Regions from separate parts of the Callithrix jacchus genome. Here region 2 is linked to region 1. A link is a contact called in public Hi-C data. All regions are on one chromosome and are shown on one strand. Each heading gives the region's core, a stretch centred on a gene start, on an enhancer-like site or on the middle of the called end of the contact. The rest is flanking DNA. Distances are from core to core; before and after follow the strand shown.

Region 1 (3,905 bases), core at 399-2,898:
TTCCCACCCACCTGGCTGTACCAAACCCCCACCTCACAGTCAGATCATACTTCCCACCCACCTGGCTGTACCAAACCCCACCTCACAGTCAGATGGTACTTCCCATCCACCTAGCTGTACCAAACCCCCACCTCACAGTCAGTGTACTTCCCACCCACCTGGCTGTACCAAACCCCCACCTCACAGTCAGATGGTACTTCCCACCCACCTGGCTGTACCAAACCCCCACCTCACAGTCAGTGTACTTCCCACCCACCTGGCTGTACCAAACCCCCACCTCACAGTCAGATGGTACTTCCCACCCACCTGGCTGTACCAAACCCCCACCTCACAGTCAGTGTACTTCCCACCCACCTGGCTGTACCAAACCCCCACCTCACAGTCAGTGTACTTCCCACCCACCTGGCTGTACCAAACCCCCACCTCACAGTCAGTGTACTTCCCACCCACCTGGCTGTACCAAACCCCCACCTCACAGTCAGTGAACTTCCCATCCACCTGGCTGTACCAAACCCCCACCTCACAGTCAGTGTACTTCCCACCCACCTGGCTGTACCAAACCCCCACCTCACAGTCAGATGGTACTTCCCACCCACCTGGCTGTACCAAACCCCACCTCACAGTCAGATGGTACTTCCCATCCACCTGGCTGTACCAAACCCCCACCTCACAGTCAGTGTACTTCCCACCCACCTGGCTGTACAAAACCCCCACCTCACAGTCAGTGTACTTCCCACCCACCTGGCTGTACCAAACCCCCACCTCACAGTCAGTGTACTTCCCACCCACCTGGCTGTACCAAACCCCCACCTCACAGTCAGTGTACTTCCCACCCACCTGGCTGTACCAAACCCCCACCTCACAGTCAGATGGTACTTCCCACCCACCTGGCTGTACCAAACCCCAACACCCTCCTATCTTCCATACCCCTTCCACAACTCACTATTCTGTTATTGACCTCAAAAACACTTTTTTTAAAGCCCAAATTTCTTCCCCATTTGTTATAACGTTTCCCCAGCACACGCACTCTCCCTGCCAACCATATCCAGTTAATTTCCTAAACCCCAGCTTCTCTCCTTCCTGGGTGTTATAAGATACTTTCACCTCTGGATGCCAGGTTTTTGTCCCCAAAACCAAACCGCTTTATGAACCTACGACGGGAAACTTAGCTAACCCCATAAACCAAAACTTTTCCCCCATTCTTCCTTTCGGTCGCTAAGGAAGGCCTTAGAAACAGCCCTCATCCTAACGCTCCCAACTCCTGTCAACCTTCTCTGTCCACAGAGCAGAAATCACAGGCTGTGCTGTCGCGATTCTTACACAGCAGCCAGGCCGGGCCTGTAGCCTTTTTATCCAAAGAACCTAACCTCACAGTCCTGGGCTGGCCCTCATGGCTACGCGCGGCAGCAGCTGCTGCCCGAATGCTCTTAGAATCCCTCAGAATCCCAGGCTATGCCCCGCCTACCCTCTAGCTCTCACGTATGCCCACTTAGCCTCTAGAGCTCTCACAGCCTTTCCTCTCACACCTCACACGCTTACTTTCAGCCCCTCACCTTCAGCTTGATGGTCGCGCCTGCTACTTAAACCACAGCTCAAGAAGTCTCTGGCTCAGATCCCCTGCACTCCTGGACTTCCCAGCCCTGTTTTTGCTTACGCTGCCGGTTCACACTTTTCCTCCAGGCAGTCACAGCTGGGATTTCACTCTGAATCTGGCTCCTGTTCTCTGCTCAGACCCAATCTTGTTAATGAAAGTGAGTGGTTCCTTATGAATACCACGCGCTTCCTCATACACCATGAAAACAAAGGCTCTCCCTCCGCAGTTCCCCTACCAGGCCCCTTCACAGCCCCGCCGCTCAGGACACCTTCTCACCGTGCACTTCCAGTTCTAAGCCCGGCACTGTTTCCTCTGTGGCTCTTACCTCTGCCTTCCTACAACTGCACAGGCACCCGTACCCCAGTTCTCCTTACTCCCCAAATTCGGTTCACCAATGGGGACGAAAGCCTCCCTGTTCCCCTAGTGGTCGCAGCATGACGCGAGCGGGTCCTTCCATTAACCCCCTTACTTGTAGGGATGGGAATTCTACTGCACTCGGCATGGCCTGACCACTTCAGTGGGCGCCTTCCGTGGCCCCTCTGATGACTTCTCGGCCAGCACTGCACAGTTAACTCAATCGTTACCCCTTCGTGCTCAAAAACCGCAGAGGTTTTCATTGACTAACTGCTGAAAAGGCCTTTGCCTGTTCCCGAATGAAAAACGTTCTTTTTATGCAAACCAGCCTGGCCTCGTATATGATGCCATCAATACACTAAGAGACAGCGCAAAGCTCACTCGTCAGGCGAATGGTTGTTCTGGACATGGCTGGACCGGCTGGACCTGACCTGGGAGTCACAGCTTCTTCCAGTCACTAGTCCTCTGATCCTTTCTCCTCTCACTGGGCACTGTGTTTTTCCAAGTAATCTCTCAATTCCTACAAAATCGTATACAAGCAATAACCAGCCCCGCAACATTACCCCTTTCCCTGAAATCTCCCAGCAGGCTAAATTCTTAACCATTTCGTGCCACCCCCAAGCCCTCTCGAAAAAGCCTTGAGAAACTTTGCCCCCTACCCCCAAAACCTGTTATCACCCCCTCTTCTCTAATTCTCTCTCTTGAGCCACCATGCCAGGCCAACATGGTCAATTTTATATGGCGTGTAATGGACCACAATTAAAATCATTAAAAATGTTCAAGATTAGCTGGGTGTGCTGGGAGCGGTGTGGCTCACGCCTGTAATCCCGACACTTTGGGAGGCTGAGGCGGGTGGATCACGAGGTCAAGAGATCGAGATCACATCCCATCCTGGTCAACATAGTGAAACCCTGTCTCTACTAAAATTTAAAAAAATTAGCTGGGCATGGTGGCGCGTGCCTGTAATCCCAGCTGCTCAGGAGGCTGAGGCAGGAGAATTGCCTGAACCCAGGAGGCGGAGGTTGCGGTGAGCCGAGATTTCGCCATTGCACTCCAGCCTGGGTAACAAGAGCGAAACTCCGTCTCAAAAAAAAAAAAAAAAAAAGATTAGCTGGGCGCAGTGGCTCACGCCTGTAATACCTGCACTTTAGGAGGCCAAGGTGGGCAGATCACGAGGTCAGGAGATCAAGAGTATCCTGGCCAACATGGCGGAACCTCGTCTCTACTAAAATATAAAAAAGTAGCAGGGCATGGTGGTGCGCACCTGTAGTTCCACCTACCTGGGAGGCTGAGGCAGGGGAATCGCTTGAACCCGGGAAGTGGAGGTTGCCGTGAGCCAAGATCGCACCACTGCACTCCAGCCTGGGGACAAAGCAAGACTCTGTCTCAGAAAATAATAATAATAATAATAATAATAATAATAATAATGGTTAACATGGTCAATTTGATATGATGTGTAGTGGACCATAAAATCATAAAAAGTGTTCAAGATTAAATGGGGGGACAGTGAGATAACCCAGAAATAAACAACAGCAGAAAGTGCTACCACCACGAAACCGGGAGAGGAAGATACAGTGTTTCTGGAGCCTGGGAGCTGGTGGGAGTGCAAGAACTGCTGCAGTTCGGTCCCTGGGAAGGAAGACCCCAGCCTGTCCTCTGCCCCAGGCTCCATCTCCCACCAGCGCCTCCCACAGGCGGAACCCAACAAGGACAGGCTGACGGCGCCCAGGGAATGGTGCCTTATTGGGTGGAGCGAAAGAGGGGCAGGGTCGGGGAGGCACTGGGGTGGTTAGGTCCACAAATGTGGCTGGGGGCGTGGTGGCTGATGCCTGTAATCCCAGCACTTTGGGAGGCCAAGACGGGCAAATCACCTGAGGTCAGGAGATCGAGACCAGCCTGACCAACAAGAAACCCCGTCTCTACTAAAAATAAGAAATATGCTGGGTGTGGTGGCCCA
Region 2 (3,657 bases), core at 1,139-3,638, 63 kb after region 1:
AGAGGGCCGGGCGGTGGCCCGGGGAAGTCGTGGGGGTGGAGGGGAGGAAGTAAGAGGGGGCGCCTGGAGGCTGCAAAAGGGAGGGACAATCAGAGCCTCTCACTAAACCCCCCTCAGCCCTGGAGGCTGGCCAGGGCTCTTTTGTCCCCAATATAACCAGCCTGAACTTGGCTGGTCCTTTCTGTTATCTGACCTCCAGCCACCATGCTGCAGAGGTCCCAGCCCATCCCACCACCAGAGTGGATCCTTTGTGGGTGCCAGGGCAGCAGGTACCTTGGGAGGATGGGCCAGGTAGGGCACCTGCTGGGCATGAAGGCAGGGCTGGGGCTCCGGGGGCAGCTGAGCTGGTCCTTGTTCTCCTGTCCCGTCTTGCCTTTTCTCTTTCCAAGTCTCTCTCTGTTTGTCTCCACGTCTCTGTCCTTCCGCGTCTCTCTCTCTCTCTCTCTCTCTGTCTCTGTCTCTCTCCCTGTCTTTCCTCTCCTCTGTCTTTCAACACCTGGAACACAGGTCACCAATTGCAGGAAATTCGTTTTTCCATTTGCCTGGAGGCTCGCCCCAGAGCAACAGGAAGTTGATCGAAAATATTTTCTGGCAACCAGAGAGAGATGGAGAAGCAGGGAGAGAGCGGATTAGAATAGCTGGGGGGAAGTGAGGGTGCTCCTGGGCAAATGGTATTAGTAACAGTAATAATAACATCAACTCTTTTTTTTTTTTTTGAGGTGGAGTCTCCCTCTGTCCCAGGCTGGAATGCAGTGGCGGGATCTCAGCTCACTGCAACCTCCGCCTCCTGGATTCTCCTACCTCAGCTTCCCAAATAACTGGGACTACAGGCACACCCCACTACACCCAGTTAATTTTTGTATTTTTAGTAGAGGCGGGGTTTCACCATGTTGGCCAGGATAGTCTCGATCTCGTCATGATCCACATGCCCTGGCCTCCCAAAGTGCTGGGATTACAGGCATGAGCCACCATGCCCGGCCTTACATCAACTCTTTTGTCATGGCAATTCCATGAGATGGGCAGTTATCCTCCCGTTTCACAGACAAGGCGATGCAGAGGGCACAGAAAGGTACAGTGACTTGCCTCGGGTCACTGGGGCCATGGGGAAGTGGCTGGGCCTGAAGGTGAACCTAAGCGTGGTGGATCCCCCCACTGCCCACCAAGTCACCACCCCCAGACCCCACACCAGATATCACTACCCATTTCCCAGATATGAAGACTGAGGTCTGGGGGTCCTCAGTCATCTGACCGCCCTCGATGAGGACCAGCGAGTCGCAGATAAGAAGAGAAAGGAGATAAGGGGGTGTGATGGGGAAGATGGATGTCTGTGACTGAGACCCTTCTCTCGCTATGGAACCCCTGGGGAGCGGGAGATTGGAAAAGACAGAGATGGAAAGACTGGAGACTACCAGAGGAGACATGTAGGGAGCTCAGGGAAGGGACGCAGATCTCCCCAACCCACCACCCCAGACCTGCCTGCACATCGCAGGGGTCTTCCCGGCTCTCTTCCCGCCCCAAACTTGGGGGAGTAAGAAGGACCCCGCCCCGTGCAGGGAGGGGGTGGGGCCTGTGGGATCCCCGGCTAATGGCAAACAGCTGCCGCTCCCCAAGCCGGCCCAGCCGCCAAGCCCAGGCCCAGCCGGCCGGACGCCCGGCGGTCTTCCCGCCGCCTGGGGCACGGCCGCGGAGGAGAGCGAGGGGGGACAGTGCGGGGAGGAGACAGAGGCAGAAAGGGGGACAGTCAGTGGAGAGCGGGGAGAGGGGAGCCACGACTGGGGAAACGGGCAGGGCAGCAAGAATCGATGCGGGTAAGGGGTCAAAGATGGGGAGCGGGCAGGGACGCGGGGACAGAGACACTCCAAGTCCGGAAAGTTTGGACACAGAAGGTGGAGTTGGAGGCAGCGGCTCGTTGAGACCAGCGAGGTCGTGTCTCAGGGTCGGAGGTGGGATGTAGGACAGCAGGTGGAGGGGGTGCACACTCGATCCCCAAACCGGACTTGAACCCCTACCCAGCCCCGGGTGCCACTCGCCTGGCGCGCTCCGGCCGCCGCCGTCCCTGCGTCCCGCCGCCCGTGCGTCCTCGCGCGCCGCCGCCCGGGCGCCCAGCCCTCAGGGGTGGCTCCGCCCCTCCCCGCCCCTCCAACTGGCCCCGCCCTCCAGCGGGCCCCGCCCCCTCCAGCCGCCCGGGCGCGGTGGGGGATGGGGGTGAAAAATGCGCTGGTTAGAGACTGGATCTCACCTGGACAGCAGGTGTGTGTGCGCGCCGGGGTGTCCGGCTTTGTCCTTCCTTCCTCCCTAAGTCCCTGAGGTAGGGTTCCCCCACCGCCAGCTGTCCCTGGGCCGCTGCGGGGGGCGGAACGGCTGGGCGGCGGGAGCGGGTGGGGCTGGCAGGGGCCCAGCTAGGGGAGGGCGCGCGGGGCGGGCGCGGCGGCGGGAGGTCACCCCTCCCCCGGGCGGCCCAGGACTGGAAGCGGCCCAGCGCAGCCTTGGCACACGGTGGCGTGACCGCCGCGCGAGAGGGGAGGCTGCACGAGCCCGGGCGCTGGAGCCGGCCAGACCTGGACTCTCATTCCAGACGCACCAAACTTTTGCTGCTCTGTGCCTTAGTTTACCCATCTGTAAAATGGAGATAATCATGTTAGCTACCTGATAGGAGTGTTGAGAAAATTCACTAACCATTAGGAAGGGGCCTCACCATTAGGAAGCAGGTCCCTCGGGTTAAAAAGGCTCCTGAATGAGTGGCCTACTTTTGCAGAGATCTTTCTGGGAGCCCTTTTGTACACAGCCAGCCACTCAGTAAGGGTTTAATAAATGTCAGGCTGACGAGGTGGCTCACACTTGTAATCTCTGTGTTTAAGGACACTGAGGCAGGAGGACTCCTTGAGCTCAGGAATTTGAGACCAGCCTGTGCAACAGAGCAAGACTCTGTCTCTTAAAAAAAAAAGTGGGCTGGGTGCAGTGGCTCATGCCTGTAATCCCAGGACTTTGGGAGGCTGAGGGAGGCAGATTAGGAGGTCAGGATATCGAGACAATCCTGGCCAACGTGGTGAAACCCCGTCTACTAAAAATACGAAAATAGTCAGGCTTGGTGGCACAAGCCTGTAGGGAGGCTGAGGCAAGAGAATCTCTTGAACCCAGGAGGCGGAGGTTGTTGCATTGAGCCGAGGTTGCACCACTGCACTCGAGCCTGGTGACAGATCGAGACTCCATCTCAAAAAAAAAAAAAAAAAAAAAAAAAAGCCAGGCATAGTGGCACGTGCCTATAATTCCTGCCACTTAGGAGGCTGGAGCCCCAGAGTTTGATGCTGCAGTGAGCCATGACTGTGACACTGCATTCCAACCTGGAGGACTGAGTGGAGACCCTGTCTCTTAAAAAAACCCAAAAACCAAAAACCCAGGCATTATTGCCATTAAGCATGTGACATTTGTGTCTGTTGTTATGATGTCCCTGGCACCCAGTAGGTTCTTGGCGTCTCCATTGATGATGCAGGATGTGTGGATATGGGGCAGTGTGGACTGTGACCACGTGACGAGCATGTGACCCAGCCCCTAGTTACCGCACCACACTGCACAGGTTGCTTATAAAAACCATTTTAAATTAAAAAAGGGAGGAGGAAGCATCAGTGCACACACAGATGGGGACACAGGGACAGAGGG

Evidence for each region. Hi-C and Micro-C count contacts between places; a contact is called where the count stands out from the background.
Region 2: a Hi-C map of skeletal muscle shows a contact between it and region 1, with 5 times the contacts expected there. The contact joins the promoter of KANK2 here to the enhancer-like site in region 1. A contact is called at or near these places in 3 of 3 Hi-C or Micro-C datasets (induced pluripotent stem cells and skeletal muscle).

Annotation. Positions count from the first base shown.
Region 1 is chr22:10,293,628-10,297,532 of calJac240_pri, forward strand. No RefSeq gene overlaps it. Among named protein-coding and RNA genes, the nearest start is that of SPC24, 18 kb to the right of the region's middle. Within about 2 kb of position 1,649, at least 6 of the 16 cell types and tissues checked have an H3K27ac peak or open chromatin away from gene starts, as enhancers often do. A contact at or near this core is called in skeletal muscle, where this site is marked.
Region 2 is chr22:10,355,553-10,359,209 of calJac240_pri, forward strand. KANK2 (KN motif and ankyrin repeat domains 2) reads right to left here and starts at 2,389. Exons shown (of 13, transcript XM_017967812.4): 1 at 2,240-2,389; 2 at 274-496. It overlaps DOCK6 (dedicator of cytokinesis 6), which reads right to left. Exons shown (of 48, transcript XM_078360599.1): 48 at 3,576-3,657.